Regions from separate parts of the Mus musculus genome. Here region 2 is linked to region 1. The links are chromatin contacts, called in public HiChIP or PLAC-seq maps. All regions are on one chromosome and are shown on one strand. Each heading gives the region's core, a stretch centred on a gene start, on an enhancer-like site or on the middle of the called end of the contact. The rest is flanking DNA. Distances are from core to core; before and after follow the strand shown.

The links. HiChIP or PLAC-seq counts read pairs in DNA pulled down with a chosen protein or histone mark.
Region 2: an H3K4me3 HiChIP or PLAC-seq map of bone marrow-derived macrophages shows a contact between it and region 1, with 6 times the contacts expected there. The contact joins the promoter of Kcnj2 here to the enhancer-like site in region 1. A contact is called at or near these places in 3 of 39 promoter capture datasets (embryonic stem cells, hippocampal neurons and liver), 5 of 115 datasets of contacts at active chromatin or transcription factors (astrocytes, bone marrow-derived macrophages, embryonic forebrain and 1 more) and 3 of 9 other capture datasets (adipose tissue, embryonic stem cells and liver).

The regions. Positions count from the first base shown.
Region 1 is chr11:110,426,112-110,428,811 of GRCm38.p6, reverse strand. All of the region lies in intron 1 of Map2k6 (mitogen-activated protein kinase kinase 6), which reads right to left. Among named protein-coding and RNA genes, the nearest start is that of Map2k6, 28 kb to the right of the region's middle. Within about 2 kb of position 1,416, at least 115 of the 459 cell types and tissues checked have an H3K27ac peak or open chromatin away from gene starts, as enhancers often do. A contact at or near this core is called in adipose tissue, bone marrow-derived macrophages, forebrain and 1 more, where this site is marked.
Region 2 is chr11:111,064,852-111,067,551 of GRCm38.p6, reverse strand. Kcnj2 (potassium inwardly-rectifying channel, subfamily J, member 2) reads right to left here and starts at 1,388. Exons shown (of 2, transcript NM_008425.4): 1 at 1,218-1,388.

The DNA.
Region 1 (2,700 bases), core at 167-2,666:
ATATTGCTACTGTACTACCTGATGTCTGATGTCTCTGTACTCTCTGCCCCCTCCCCCACCCATTCACAATAGTTTGTGATCTTCGGGAACAACTGAAGTCTTACTCCAAATTAAGGTAAGCCAAGTGAGGGGCTGGGGGGGGACCATCAGTCTGGTCCCAAGAGCAAGTTCACAGACACAGTCCGGTCCTTCCATTATTATCTCAGAGCCTCCCGGGGTTCAGCACTCAGACTTGGGTCAATTGAGAGGTGAAGAATGCAGAGTCTACAAATTTCAGTGATCGATTGCTATAGAGCAGGCAGGGTCTGATACTGACACAGGGAGCTGGGTAAGCATACAGAACCCCCTTAAGCGGGCCAGGAGGGGAGAAGGACATGGTACCTTATGTTGCCTCAGTCTATGGCTCAGTGAATCCAGCTCTAACCAAATGCAAAAATGGAAAGAGTGGGATGGGAGGGAGACACTACAGAACACTCTGGCACTTAAGCTACAACCAGATAGATGTACAAAATCTGAAGGAAAAAGAGAACTATCATTCAAAGGAACAAGCAAACGTATAAGGAGGATGATTAGATAGATAGATAGATAGATAGATAGATAGATAGATAGATAGATAGATAATACATTTAAGTGAAGTAAAATGAGTAGTTATTTTTAAAGAAGAGGTCTGCAGAGATGGCTCAGCCATTAAGAACACTAGATGCTATGGCAGAGGATGGGGGTTCAGCTCCCAGCACCCACATCACGCTGCTTACAACAGTTGTTAACCCCAATCCCAGGGAATCCAATGTCGTCTTCTGGCCTCCAAGGGCACTCACTGCCCTGCATGTTTGTGGTGAGCATGCACTCGAGCCGGTAATCAGTTACGCACATAAAATAAAAGTAAACCTTTTCAAAGAAAGGCACAAAACACATCAACAGTGCAAGTTAGAGAGCAGCAAGTGAGCTGCATATAAACTGGATGCTTTAGAAAGGCGAAGACAAGGGGGAACCTCAGCAAGCCAATCAGGGAAACACCAAGGTTGCGATCAAGCAATAGGACAGGAAAAGTGTTGCACATTAGTAGACACAGCCCCCAACCCCCCAGAGCTGCCATGGTTGAGGTCTCAAGGACGTGTGGATGGTGCACCCAGAGAACTCATCCTATCCTTGAATCGAGGCTCTGTAGTTGCTATTATCTTCATTGCCAATTCACAGAAACGGAAGCTGAATTTAATAAAGCTTTCAAGGTTGCACGGCTTGTACAAGTCGCGGAAGCGTAGTTAATGTGTGATTTTTTTTTTTTTTTTTGTCCTCAATACAATCCCGGGTAGGGAAAGATGAATGAGGCCGAGTAAGGCACCGGATGGTTTAATGTGCACAGGCTTAGAAGGATGACATCATTATGGAGAGAGGTTAAGAAACAGATGACGAAGCAGAACCGGAAGAGACCAGAAGGCAAGAGGAAACACACGTTGTGTGCTGGAGCAGTGAAGAGTGGTGGCAGACGTAGAGGCACAAATGTTACTCAGGGAGTAAGACTGTGGGCCTAGAGTTTCAAGGAGTGGGAGGATTTCAGGGGACAGCTCGAGCAGTCACATGATGTGAGACAGTGCTCAGAGGACCGGATTCAGTGCAGTGTCCCTGGACAAAGTCCTGCCTCAGGGGAAAGCCCTTTCTGGAAAAAAAGTCCACATATGGGAAGTAGATGGGGAAGCCATGAGGAAGCAATCAAATAGATAGAAAAATAAGAGTGATCTATCAACAAAATAGCTAAGTGGATTTCCAGTAAGTTAAGGTAGTCAGCACAATCCAAAGAAGTTATTACATTTTTTTTAAAAGGGTCACTTCCTCTTCCACTAACGATTGTGTTAGACAAGGTCATATAAAGCCAGGTTTCTTTATATAGGAAGTGGCAGCAGGGCCATTTCCTCAATAGCCCCATAAAGACTACGTTGGACGTAGCAACTGGGTGCCCCTCTAAACCACGGAGATGTAAGGTAAAAGCTATTAGGGAGTCTGGACAAATGTCACCCAGCAGTAACAGACACCCATCACTCCAGGCATCAGTAAAGCCAAGGAGAAATCTGTACTTTGACCCCCACCTGGGAGTAGCAAGGAGATACTCCTGCCTACCTACCATATTTGTTTGTCTTTTCTTGTGATAAAACATTAACCAAAAGCAACTTATGAAAGGAAAGCGTTTACTTCATACTATACTTCCAGGTAGCACTCCATCACCAAGGGAAATCAACGCAGGGATTTAGGCAGGACCCTAGAGGCAGAAACTGAAACGGAGACTATTAGAAGAATGCTGCTTGCTGGCTCATTCTTCATGGCTTGCTCAGCTTGCTTTCTTATGCAACCCAGAGCCGCCTGCCCAGGGATGGCACCACTCACAGTGAGCTGGACCCTCCTCATCAATCACTCCTCAAGAAAATGCCCCCATAGGCAGACCCACAGGCTAATCTGAAAGAGACAATTCCTCGGATGAGGTTGCCTCTGCCCAGTTGATTTTAGTTTGTGTCAAGCTGAGAAAAAGCACGGGCGTGCGCACACACAACAGAGATAGCAGAGGTCGTCAAAAATAATACAACATTCAAAGACACACCACTCTTGGAGCTGGGGAGATGGCTCAGTGGTTAATAATAATTGCTCTCCCCCCCCCCAGCCCCCAGAAGACTTGAGTTCGGTTCCAAGCACCCATGTAGAATGGCTTAC
Region 2 (2,700 bases), core at 139-2,638, 640 kb before region 1:
GAAGTGAGAGGCACAAAACAAATTGAGATGACCTTGACCCTGACTGTCACTGTTCCCACCATACTTGAAGTAACCTATTTTTCTCCTGAGCGTTGGGAAGTGAGTGTGTGTGTGTGTGTGTGTGTGTGTACTCAACTATGTAATGAAAATAAAAATAAAACCCTTAGATGTGGGTAAGAAGAGAAAGACAAGTGTAATGGTAGCTCACAGTGCACCTACAGAGCTGGTTTCCAAGAGGAAATACGACTGCCTATTAATTATTAATAGGAAAAGACAACAAATGATTAAAGGAGATATATTAATTCTCTTCTGTGCTTAACCAAAACAGGTTTTCAAGCAATGCCTTTATTTACTGCCAGGTATCTTCGGAGTTTGTGAAAATCTCTAGAATGGATAACCTCATCCAAATCTCCACTGACAGACTGAAGCAGACGGACGTGCGACTACCCATTTCCTAACTTGGTTTTTCCCTCAACTGTCATAGGAGTACTAGTTATGATGCAGTCGTTTTCCTCCCTGAATCAAGTTGCTTCGATCATTGCTTCCCTTAAACCACACTGTCTTCAAATGAGGAATTTACACCATTATTACTAAGAATAGCAAAGTACTTAGGGGAGACCGACATCGGATGGGAAAGTTTTGCGGTCTTGAAGCTAAAATCCAACTCTGGCTGCTACTTTTTTCCTTTTTTTCTCAGCAAAGGAACTTTGAGACTTGAGAAGCTCACTCTGGAATTTTGTGCTGTATCTGTAGCAAGGACTCCCCCTCCCCAAACACCAAGGATCTAGATTAAGTGCTAAGTCTCTTGGTCCGATCAAGCCCCAGTCTCCTTCTCTTCCTCCCTCTCACCCGCAATAAGAGGAAGAATCCACGCCAGGCTCGCGCTTGACTCTAAACCCAATATCTCCCTACAGCTGGTGCATTGGAAGTTATGAGCACAAACAGATGCTGCAGAGAAATCTGTTTCTATTGCTCAACTCTTCCAAGCGTGTCTCAGTATTTTTAGCTCTGAGGATGTTCTGGTGCGCACACAAACTATATAGGCAATGAGCCGGGACTCCAAAGCTTGCGGGAGGAAAGCATTAACAGCAGCCTGACAACTGGGCACCTCCGGAGCAGCCGGAGCTGTAGGGTAGAGGACTGTGGAGCAAGTTCATTGCCCTGGACACACACAGACAACCCAGAAGAGAACAGGAAGAAAACACAGAAGCCCTTACCTGTTGCTGGTACAGGATCATGGGGACATGGAGTGGAAGTGGGGATTACAGAAGCATGTAAGATCCAGTGGTTTTTGTGAAAGAGAATGAGCCGAAGCAAGTGAGAATTCCCAAGACACTGCTTGCCGGTGCTGGGAAGGCTGCGCGCTGGCCAGGGCTCCAGTGCGCTCTGCGATAGCCTGGAGGCGGTCCTTGTGATAACCGGCCTTGTTGGCTCCGCCCTCTGCCCACTGTTGGCCAATCGGAGCGCACGTGGCTGCGCTTCCCCCGCCCCGGGAACCGCCATCAGGAGGAGGAGGAGGAGGATCTCTACACCCGCGGACCCTGGCTCTGCCAGCCTCGGAACCTGCTGTGGCTTCCTCTACCTCCTCCAGCTGCCTAGCCTGGTCTGAGAGTCCAGCTCTGGGCTGAGGAGGAGGAAGTCGCGGCCCAGAGGGTACAGCAACAGGTGGGAAGCTCAGCCTCCATGCGGCTGCCTAATTGCAGCCTGGCCTTGGGCAAAGCTTCCTACTGGGTTCTGTGAGACCCACACTTCCCGGTTTCTTTCCACAGTGGAGGCCGGCTGTACGTGTTCCTGTATAAGGGCCCGAGAGGTGTCAGTGCCTGGGAAAGACGTCTACAGCAGGGAGGGAATAAATAACCACTGGGGTGCGTCTCCCTCCAGCCCTTTTCCAGCCTGTAGACTGTGGAAACCCACAGAGCACTCAACTGCAGCTTGCGGATAATCCTTAAATTAAACCTGGAAAGGGTCCCGGGACCCGCACTCAATACCCTGCAAAATTTAGATGTGCTAGCGATTGCTTGTCTGACTGGGCCGTTTCTCCTCGCAAATGATGGTGAATTACTTACAAAAAAAAAAAAAAGAAAAAAAATGCGCCTAGACTTCTCTGGGATGTGTGGGGGAAGGGAGGGAGCCGCTGGTTCCTTTCGCCTTGTCCGCCCTCGCCCTCGATCTTTCTCTCCACCACCGCCCGGCAAGCTCTGCTCATGTAAAACCAGAACAATTAGAGAGTAATGAATTCTCTGGAACAGCAACTCCTACAGACTCTCAGCTCTGCCCTCGCTCCAGCGCCTCCCCGTCCTCCTTCCCAGCAACCAGGCAAGAGTACTGCAGACCTTCAAAAACCAGCCTCGGTTAGCACCTGCATCCTGACAATTTATAAATGAATTCTCCACTGAGTGTGTAAAGCAGGTGCATGTTATCTCTGAGTACATTGGTATCGTAGCGAAGCTTTGCTTTTAAAATGACATGATGCGTTTAGGAGTCTTTTATCTTCCACGGAGTTTTGCAGTCCGGTTTAATGAATATGCTTCAAGCACCCCAAAGCATCTGCCTACCTTTAACTTAAGCCCGTAAAGACTGCCTTGAGTCACCAAACAACCTCTACAAAATATTTCGCGTTCTAGGTGGTAGGAGCAGGGCACACTTTTATGTGTACGAGTGTTGAAAGGAGCCGTTCTGAGCTGCTGAGTGGATACCCAC